Linked DNA regions of Bos taurus: region 1 is linked to region 2. A link is a contact called in public Hi-C data. All regions are on one chromosome and are shown on one strand. Each heading gives the region's core, a stretch centred on a gene start, on an enhancer-like site or on the middle of the called end of the contact. The rest is flanking DNA. Distances are from core to core; before and after follow the strand shown. Region 1 has its middle 12 kb from the start of TRNAE-UUC. Region 2 holds the start of CENPU (centromere protein U).

Region 1 (5,597 bases), core at 1,887-4,386, 300 kb after region 2:
GGGCCAAACTAGTTAATAAATATATAATAAAATTACTCTATAAATTCTAAAGCAGTTTCTTGATGTCAGGCATTTATAATATTAACAATACCATTGGGTGAAGTCTGCATTCACTTCAACAAAATGAGTGACAGTGGGTGGCTAGTTTCCTCACACTCCCTTTGCATTCCCCATTCCTCCAGACATAGTAAAACCTGGTTTCTGCAGAATATGACTTAATTTGAGTTACTGGGAAACAAAGCAATTAGCCCAGACAGGATACAGCTGAAGATTTGTGAGAACGAATGATGAGATGCTTGATCGTGAGCAGGTGTTCTCCCTAGATTATCCAACCTGCAGTTGATTAAATTTGGAAAATACGGCTTGTTCCCAAGTGAGTAAACCTTGGGGTCTTAGCTTTTCGAGATTGGGAAGGCCTCAGGAAGGCCCTGTGGGACGTGGTAGGGGAGATTTTCAAAGTATTAAGGGCCTGGGTGGAAATCTTACCTTGAGGAAGTCTTGTTACCACACACAAACCCTTTGCCTGAAGTAACAACAGGACAACTCCAGTCAGTGCCTGACTTGTCGGAGGAATATAAACATGTGCAGAGATGCCCTTAGGGCTCTGGAAGAGCCCCTGCCGCAGGGCATGCTGGGAAAATAGGAATGCTGAGAAGGTGCGAGGCATGCCGGGAAGGGAAGGTGCAGTGCATTCTGGGAAAGGTGTGGGGGGACGTGTTGGGAAGTTGCCATGTTGACCTTGAGAGGAAGGACAGAATGGAGGGCCATGGGACCATTCTGGAATAGAGATAGCCAAGGAGCAGCAATGTTCATTTATCTCAGAAGTGAAGTTACCCTAGTAGTGTCCATTTTAGAGCTGCTTTCGTCAGACAAGACAGCTTGGATCGTTTCCAACTAGCCTCTCTTCTCCAAAGATGTGTTTCTTCCTTTGGGTTTCCCTACCCTAGTACCTCAGCTTGGTCGAGATGGGCGACAAGGGACTTTGCCATGGCCTCTTCCCGTTGTTCCAAGTGTTAATGATCCCCACCTGTACTGACATCCTCATTCTGGCTGTTTAAAGCCTTCTCTGCCTTGGACTCTAATTTTTTTTCAATACTGCGGGGAGAAATGTCTCAAGTTTTACTTTTCCACCTGAAATGGATAGTACGGGCCCTCAAAAGTTTCCGAAATCATACTTTAAGTCCCAGTGAAAGTTTTTTCATTTTAGACAAATTCATTTTATGCTTGCATTAATTTGAGACAGAGCCCCGACCCTATTTGAGTGGATTATAGATGAAATCCTATTAAATAGAACTCTGTTGGACCTGACTGCAATATGCAAACAAATTGGAATACAACTTCCTGGTCATTTTGAACATGACAAAAGCTAAAGGATTTAACTTTTTCTGTCTAGTACTTGTTCCCTCCTAACTCTCAGGTGAGATTATCATTACTCTCTTTTTCATATGTAACCCAATCTAGTTAGTTCAAAATTTAGGACAATTAGATCCATCTGAGCAGGGTGACCATTGCAATCCGCTTAGCGTTTTCTTTCTCTTCTAATGGTTTCTTAAAATCTGATTTAAAATATTCTGTTAAGTGTAGTTTGTTATAAAATATTTCTTGCTTTCCCTTTCCTCTTTGTGATTTGTGGGAAGGATTCTCTTTAAGTTAAAAGCAATTAGAGTTGCTTTTTGAAAATTACAAAATATAGCAGAAGAGTTGAAGGTAATAATTCAAGTTAATGAAAATGGATCATTGAAAAAGTATTAAGTACATCAATAGGTAAATCATATTATGGATTATGTCTGTAAATATAGTATAATAAAGAACATCTTTATAATCATAACTATCATCTATTAAAAGTCTATCACTTGTCATTTTAAACCTACAAACATTTTTAAATGGAATTAAAACCTTTACTTTGGAATCACCACTTCATGGATAAAAACATAGATATAAATATAGAGTATAAATTAATTCAGTGTTAAGTTTTAATGTAATATATCTCTTCAACTTTATGTATCTTATTCTTTGTGATGCAACTTATTTCTATATTATTGATTTTTTTCTTAATGTACAATGAAAATTATATGAATTTTATAAAAAAATTTTTTGAAAAGGCCCAAAATATATAATATAAAACATAACACTCTTCCACAGTAAAGGTTCCCTCCCTCACTCAGAAATAACTACCCTTGACTGCTTGATGCTTCATCCTCCAGATTTTTTATCGTATGTATACTAACATATGTTATTATTTTAAAATAAAATTATACTTCAAAAATTATTCTGTCATTTTATTTTTATAAATTTATTTTATTTTATCTGAGACTAAATCAGTCTCAGATAGCTGTGTTAACATTTGTATACTTGATTCTTTTTGAAAGCCTATATAGTATTCCTTGTGTAGATGTACCATAATTTATAAAGCCAACCCCTTGGTCTTGGATATATTGGCTGTGTCTGATTTCTCATTACAATTCAATCTCTTGAACTGTGTTCTTTTCCTTTCCATTGCGAATCACCACTACCCCGAATCGTGTTTTCTAGTGACCCAGGACTACTTTATTCCTTTTTCACTTAGCCTATTTTCCAAAATGTTTTTCTGACTTTAGGTCTTGTCCTTTCCTTTTGAATTTTGTCTTTTTATTCTTTTTTTCCATTAGGAACAAAGATCTTCTTTTACAAAAAAATCTCTCCTCTCTGGTACCAGCATGCTCTCCTCACACACTTTTCCAACCCCAGCGGTGAAGAGAAAAAAGCGCTGAATATCGGGTTTCTGATAAGAAACCAGGGGCTGTTACCCGCAGGGAGCCTTGTCAAGATTTCCCTCATTCTGAGCACTCCATTCCCACGTGAACGACAATGAATGGAGGTTTCACCCGCCCACCCCACATTGTTCAAGTTGTCCTTTGCCCTTTCTGTCAAATCTTGGCACCCAGGAGACAGCAGAACATGTACTGAATTCAACCCTGGCGAGCCACGGATCAATATCACTTGACTCTTCTTACCCATTAGTTGTTCCCTTTCTATGCCTGACGTGGAGTGAGGCCTATGCTATTCTTTGTCATGGCCCCTGCTCAGTTGGTCCAGCTAACCCCTGTAGGGTCTCCATCCCCTAGGCAGACTGCCACAGGCAGAGTAGAACAAGGACAAAGTACAAGGTTCAGTCTTAGGACATAGGTCCTCTTGCTGCTTCAGCTGCAGGCTCGGAGACTGTGCAGAAAGTTAGTATATTTTATCTTTTTGTGATCTTGGTTATCAAATACCAGTTAAGAATATTAACTCTCCACTCAACTCACAGAATACTATAAAAATGGAAATCTGTAAAGCACTTTGAAAATAAGATTCCAAAGAAATAGTTTATTATTTTAAGTCTCTTCTTTTTTTGTACCTATATTTTAATTGACTTCCTTTGTTTATATCTGCAACTCATTTTTGGTTTTCCTATAATTCATACCTATTCCTCCCCATGAATTAGTTCTTATTTATGAAACACAAACAGTGTATTTATATTTCCAGTGTGATCTTCTTTCAGCAGAGGTTTTTGTGTTTTTTTTTTTGAGGGAGTATGGGGTGGGTTCAGAAAGGGAGAAAGTCATGGCTGTTGTAATTTTTTTAAGCTAAAATTTTTTTGTTCCTCCTATTACTTTTATATTTGAAACATTCTCTGGAATTTTTATATGATTATTAAGGCCTTAATTTTAAGTGACAACATTCAAACAAGCATAAAAACTTTATAAGAAGACTAAACTCCTGTCTGATGGTAAGTTAAGTGCTTAGAAAATTAGACTAATTCTTCTAAGCCGTAGATAAGTTGGTCAGAAAAAAACAAAACCCTAAACCAACTCGGTGTTTGAGAGACTCTGGGCCAACGTCTTAATCTCTCTGTATCTGAACCTTCCAACTGTAACATCGGTGGAACTTTGATGCCAAAGCCAACTGCCTTCTAATTATCAGACGACGGATTGTGGGATGGTCTAAATCTAAATGACACTGAAGACACCCTAGGAGAAATTTGTCTTAATGCTTTCCAGATTTAAAATAAACATTTTAGGAGTTTAAATGGGACAAAATTTCAGAAAATTGCAGCTCTCATCTCCTGTCATAGTTTATGGTAAAAGACAAGGATAAGAAATTCTGTTTTAACTGTCATGAAAAAAAAATTTTTTTCAACTGTAGAAAAACAGCCTTAGCTATCTATGTATGTGTTCTTGTTTCCCCTTCGTTAAAAATAGCCCATTTCTAAGCGTATATTACTATCACTTCCTCTCTAATTTAGTTCTTCCTTCCCGAATACATTTTAATACCATGTCAACATATTCCAACAATAAATTATTATTTTGGCCTTTGATTCTTAAGGAAGGGGGAAAAGGCAAATTTGTCCATAATTTATAAGCATATAACTTCTAATAAATTATACACAATCTCATAATTCATCTCAGTCTGAATAATCAAGATCATCTGAGTTTTCAAACGTAACACTTCACTGTAATAAAAGAGAGCTCCGTGACTCAACATGCAAAACTATACAGCAGTGAATATTGTATTGCTGATTAAAGTGATTATAATTTAACATTCCCACTGAGCATTTCATGTTTGCTGTACAAACTACAGAGACTCAGACCACCAAGAGGAAGAAAGGACCTTAGGATCTGTGACCAGTATCAGGAGCCTGCCAGTGTCCCAAGCTTACAGCTCCAGTAAAGTATGGAAACCTCCCATCTATTGAACTGGAAGAGAACAGAGTATTAAAGATTCCAGAAGGAAGTTGAGTGTAAACAGTGCATGGATGGAGGAGCCTGGTGGGCTGCAGTCCATGGGGTCGCTTAGAGTCAGACACGACTGAGTGACTGACTTCACTTTCACTTTTCACTTTCATGCATTGGAGAAGGAAATGGCAACCCACTCCAGTGTTCTTGCCTTGAGAATCCCAGGGACGGCGGAGCCTGGTGGGCTGCCGTCTATGGGCTTGCACAGAGTCCGACGCGATTTAGCAGCAGCAGCAGCAGCAGCGCTAATCACTACGGTAAGGTTCCAAATAACTACATGGCTTTAAGGAGGAGATCTGAAATGAGTGGTACCAACAAAACAATTGATTACACATGTACATCAAGTCTTCACATAGTGAAGGGTTCAGAAAGTCACCCTCTAATATTCTTTAATGAAAGGAGGATCTTATGAAATGTTGGCAGAGTCACGGGCTAAGCTGAATGGCCTGCTACCTGGTTAGGTCATCTGAGGCTGTGATGCTTCTGCCTTTGTTGGCCAATTTACATTGGTCTAATTTGGCTTAGTTAGCCTGGACCCTCCACAACATTACCCAGTGTGTCTAGGAATTAGGAACCGAAGGCATGGACAGGACCTGCCAAAATGATCTCTCCCCCCTCCCATTCCCCCAGCCCCTGCTTTCTCCACGACCTGCCAAAATCTATATTAAGCGTATCTAAAAATCAAAAGACTCCAGAACATGGACAGAGCCTTCATGAAGAGCGTGAGATTGGGGGTTAGACAAACCTCGCTTAGAATCCCAGCTCAGCTACTTACCAGTTGTGTGATCTCAGTCAAGACATTTAATTTTTCTGAGCATCATTTTCCTTATCTGAGTATCTGAA
Region 2 (4,910 bases), core at 386-2,885:
GACACCACAATTTGAAAAAAACAATCCTTTATTTGATTCTCAGACCCAAAAAAGAAGATGGAGCAGGTATTCGTTTTACAGCCTTTATGATTCTGGGGTTCAGAAAAGTTAACTGACATCAGTGGTCACACAGCCAAGTAACAGGACTAGAAGGCACATCATATAAGGTCTTAACCCACTCTTTCCTGCCTTGTCTTTGCTCAACAATGTGGTCAAGTTTCCTCCTCACCTTAGGCTAGGAGGAAGGTGAGGTTACCAAAAGACAGAAACCTCTGTGATAACACATGGAAAAATTTTGGTGTAGGCATACTACTGCGTTTCCGGGGGAGGGATGAACAAATTTCATGAGTTTCGATCAAAGACAAAAATGCTATATGTGTGTGTACCGCGTGGGGAGGGGCGGGGGAGGGAGAGAGAAACCCCCTACTGGCATACCTGATAAAGATCAGCTGGTAAAGAATCTGCCTGCAACCCAGGAGACCCAGGTTCCATTGCTGGTTGCGAAGATCCCCCGGAAAAGGAAATGGCAACCTACTCCAGTATTCTTGTCTGTAGAATCCCATGGACAGAGGAGCCTGGTGGGCTACAGTCCATGGGGTTGCAAGACTCGGACAGGACTTAGCGACCAAACCACCGACACCACTATGTCAGCTGAGTCTCAAGCATCTTACTCCTTCCCAATCCTCTCTGGGAGAGTCTGGTCCTACCCGCTGGCCACAGGAGCCTAGTCTGTTTACTCCACCACCCTGCTTTGTCCTGCTCCAGCCTGTTCCCTACACTGGCTCTCCTGCACCCTCACGCTGCATCTACAAACTGCACCTTCTCCAGCAGCCCTCGCACCGCCCAGGTGGGACTCCTCCGGCCTTGAGGACCAGCCCAGGCCTGCCAAGGCCCCTCCAAGCCAGGCCCAGGCAGAGCCCTGGATGTGCTTCAAACACCTCCAGAAACACTTGGCAATGACTCCGAGAAAAATAACGTTTTAGAGAGCAGATAGGCAACGTATTTTAACCTGCATATCTTTTGAGCTTAAAAAAAAAAAAAGCTTGAACCATCGTGGCTGGAGTCCCCCCCTTTAAAAATAACAAGAGGCAGCCTGGGCTCCCCCGCCGACTTAGTTCAGCTTTACAGTCTGTGGTTTGTGTTACAAAAACAAGCAGGGTCTTGAAAATAAGCATACTGACTCCAGCCCGAGTGTCAATGCTAGTGTTCTTGCTAGAAGGTGAATTCTGGCAAGTAGTAGGTACTCCTTAAGTTACTATTCGTGGGATAGTTTCAGAACACCTGGCGTCTACTTTAGAGCACGTTCATCCGCACAAAGTAAGGGGACGCTAGCCGACGCCTCTCCCCACGCCAGACACGGCTGTAAGCGGACGCCTTTCAACCTCCCAGCAATTCTGTCACGGTGGGGACGTTATCCCCACTTTACAGAAAGGCCCCGGGCGGTCAGTCGCTCGGACACGGTGCGCAGAGGCAGAGCCAGGGAGCTCGAGAAGCCCAAGCCCGGAGGAAGAGGAAAATAAAGGGGGGGGACCCCGGCGGCGCTACGACGGCCCGCAGAACTTACTGCGACAGCCGCGCAGGCCGTGGCCGATCCATTCCAGCCCGCAGCGCTCGGCGCCAACGCAAAAACTCCCGCCAAACCTCGCGCTACTCCCGGCGGCCAATCCAGGCCGAGCATGCAGAAACGCCCCGCCCCCAACACGTCCCCGGCCCCACCTCCCGGCTCCGTCGGTCTGAGGGCCGGGGCTCCGCCCCATCCTAAGGCGCTAGAGAAAATGCAGCCTGGAATATGCGAGAACAGAGCTGGAGTCCACGCCTTACAATTAGTTGCTGACGGTCCCCGCCCCCTCGAGACGCTAAATCCTTACCTGGTTTTTCTGCCTACCCGTCCGCCATGCAAGTTTTCCGCCAGGGCCCGCCCCCGGGTTGGGGAAGGGAGGAGCCACTGCGGTAAAGCTACCTAAGCGCGAGCTCGCCGCCGAGGGGCGAATCCAAACCCGGTGTCCTCCCGCCGGGTGCTTAGGCGCCTGCGCAGTTGTCTGGTGTCGTGCATTGAAAATTGACAGGATTAGGCTTTCAGTACCGCTGGTACTGAATCAGCTGTGTGAGCTTGGCTTATTATTTTATTTCTACCCCAGTGTTTTTATTCGTAAACGGGGAGGACCCCTTCTAATATGCTCTGATTCTCTGCTTTCTCTTTAAAAACGTATAATCCTGCAAAAGAATGATGTTGGACTTTTTATCACACCATAAATAAAAATGAACTTAAATGGGTCAAAGACCTAACTGTAAGAGCTGAAACTCGTAGAAGAAAACACAGGGTAAAGGCTTCATGACATTGGATCTGGCTATGATTTCTTGGATGTGACGCCAAAACCACAGTTTGGGATGATGAAAAAGTTCTGGAAATGAATAATAGTGGGTGGCTGCCTAACTGTGAATCACTTAAGTAGGGCTACTAGATTGTACAGTTAAAAATGGTTAAAATGCTAAGCTTTGTCATGTACATTTAACCACAATAAAAAATTACATTTCATGCATACACAAGAATATAGCACATATAATATAAAAATAAAAATGGCCACTTGGGAGTTCCTTGGTGTCTTACTGGTTAGAACTCAGCACTTTCAATGCAGAGGCCCAGGCTCCATCCCTGGTTGAAGAACCATCCAGCATGCCTCACAGTACAGCCAAAATACTAAAATAAGTAAATACAAATTAAGAAAGAAAGAAAATGGTTGAAACTTAAAAGCTTTAACAACAACAAAAAAAGAGCATCCGTGTGCTCACCAGTGGATTAGGAAATTAATAAGTCATTCCTTCCAAGGATAACCACTGTTCTGATTTTGTGTTTCTCATTTCCATGTTTTTTCTACCGTGCTGCTGCTGCTAAGTCGCTTCAGTCGTGTCCGACTCTGTGCGACCCCATAGACGGCAGCTCACCAGGCTCCCCCATCCCTGGGATTCTCCAGGCAAGAACACTGGAGTGGGTTGCCATTTCCTTCTCCAATGCATGAAAGTGAAAAGTGAAGGTGAAGTCGCTCAGTCATGCCCGACTCTTAGCGACCCCATGGACTGCAAGCCTACCAGGCTCCTTTGTCCACGGTATTTTCCAGGCAAGAGTACTGGAGTGGGGTGCCATCGCCTTCTCCGTTTCTACCTTGATACATCCCTAAATGATGTATTAATTATTGTATGTTTTAAACTTTATATAAATGATATTTAGTATGTATTTTGGAAGTGCTCTTTCTTACTCAAAGCTTTGATTTTTGGGTTTATCCACATTGATGCAGGCAGCTGTCATTCATTCATTTTCATTGTCTTTGGAAAGTATTAAGTATATCACATTTTACTAATCCATTCTTCCGTGTATGGAAACATCAGTTGTTTTCAGTCTTTGCTGTTGCTAAAAATGCCACAGTAAACATTCCTGCAAAACGCTTACTCCAAACCTAAGTGTATTGCAGTCAAAAACCTAAGAGACAAGGATAGATTCAGTAGTAGTATTATTGCTTCAAGGGATAAAGACATTTTCAGCTTTACATAACAATGCCAATTTTCACTCTCTCTCTCTCTCACTCTCTCTCCTGCTATCTTCTAAATAAAATAAAGCTGTAACACTGATTTGCCTAAGAACTATAACACGGTTTGTCCAAGACCTGAGAGCTGAGGGAGTCTGGAGAGGCTACTCCTCAGCATGTCCCAAAGGCGCTATCTGCTGAGCCCCAGTAGCTGTTACCCAAGCCGGTGGGGGTTCTTCCGTCCTTTCTCTTCTCTGTGCCAAAGATCAGACCAATGAAACTGTGGGCACCGGTCAGATATTTAGCAAATTTTCCGGTGGGCTATGGAGGGGATTCCTTGGCACATTTTTCCCACTGCTTTTTCTTCCTGTCCTTCAGCTCTCTCCCGGGACTCAAGCCCAGCCAAAACTAATGAAACTCAGGCTCTGATGTCTCATTGCAAAAATTCACTGAGAGACAAAGAGGTGGATTGGTTAGGATCCAGAGAGAACCACTCTTCAGAGTGTGAACCATTGCCGAGGGCAAGGGCTGGGGCCTGGGATTAGGTCTGGCTAGGTTTTAAATCCCATGGACGGAAGAGCCTGGTAGGCTGCAGTCCATGGGGTCGCTAGGAGTCGGACACGACTGAGCGACTTCACTTTCACTTTTCACTTTCACGCACTGGAGAAGGAAATGGCAAGCCACTCCAGTGTTCTTGCCTGGAGAATCCCAGGGACGGTGGGGCCTGGTGGGTTGCCGTCTATGGGGTTGCACAGAGTCGGACATGACTGAAGTGACTTAGCAGCAGCAGCAGCCAATTTTTACACATTGTTTTGTTGACTATATAATTTACACCCCCATCAGCAATATGTAAAAGTGCCCTTCACTCCACATACTTGTCAATATTTAGAATTTTCAGGATTTAAACATTTTTCTTGAGTAGCAAGTTGAAATGGTATCCTCTTGTGTTCTTGATTTACATTTCCCTTAAGTTGGTCGTCTTTTCTTTGTTTACAGGTCCTTCCTGATTCCTCTTCGGTGAAACACCTATTTACCCCACTTAGGAATCATTTGGGCAATTGCCACAGAAGAATAAATCATCTTTGTGGTTTTGAAGGTAGTTCCCCGCTGATGCATAGAAATAGAGTTCCTAGAATCACTGGAAGCTGTTAACCCATAAGAGTGTGGAAAGCTAGCTCAATTTCCCAGGAAAGGGGTTACAGTCAAACCTTTTGCAGTTATGGAGCTGAAAACCACCCAAGTGTTACAACAAGAAGAGGCTCAGTGCTCTGGGTGGAGATAAAAACTCAACCCAAGTAGGTTTAAATGCTAAAAGAATTTATGAGCTCATGTCACTGAAAAGTCCAGTGGCAAGATGGCGGCAAGATGGCTCACTTTGACCTACAGGTT

What was found. A called contact is a pair of places that touch in the nucleus more often than the background predicts.
Region 1: a contact with region 2 is called in a Hi-C map of liver, with 1.9 times the contacts expected there. The contact joins the enhancer-like site here to the promoter of CENPU in region 2. A contact is called at or near these places in 2 of 11 Hi-C or Micro-C datasets (blastocyst and liver).

The regions. Positions count from the first base shown.
Region 1 is chr27:15,460,170-15,465,766 of ARS-UCD2.0, forward strand. No RefSeq gene overlaps it. Among named protein-coding and RNA genes, the nearest start is that of TRNAE-UUC, 12 kb to the right of the region's middle. Within about 2 kb of position 3,137, at least 3 of the 102 cell types and tissues checked have an H3K27ac peak or open chromatin away from gene starts, as enhancers often do. A contact at or near this core is called in liver, where this site is marked.
Region 2 is chr27:15,163,760-15,168,669 of ARS-UCD2.0, forward strand. CENPU (centromere protein U) reads right to left here and starts at 1,636. Exons shown (of 13, transcript XM_059882327.1): 1 at 436-1,636. The coding sequence starts at 563.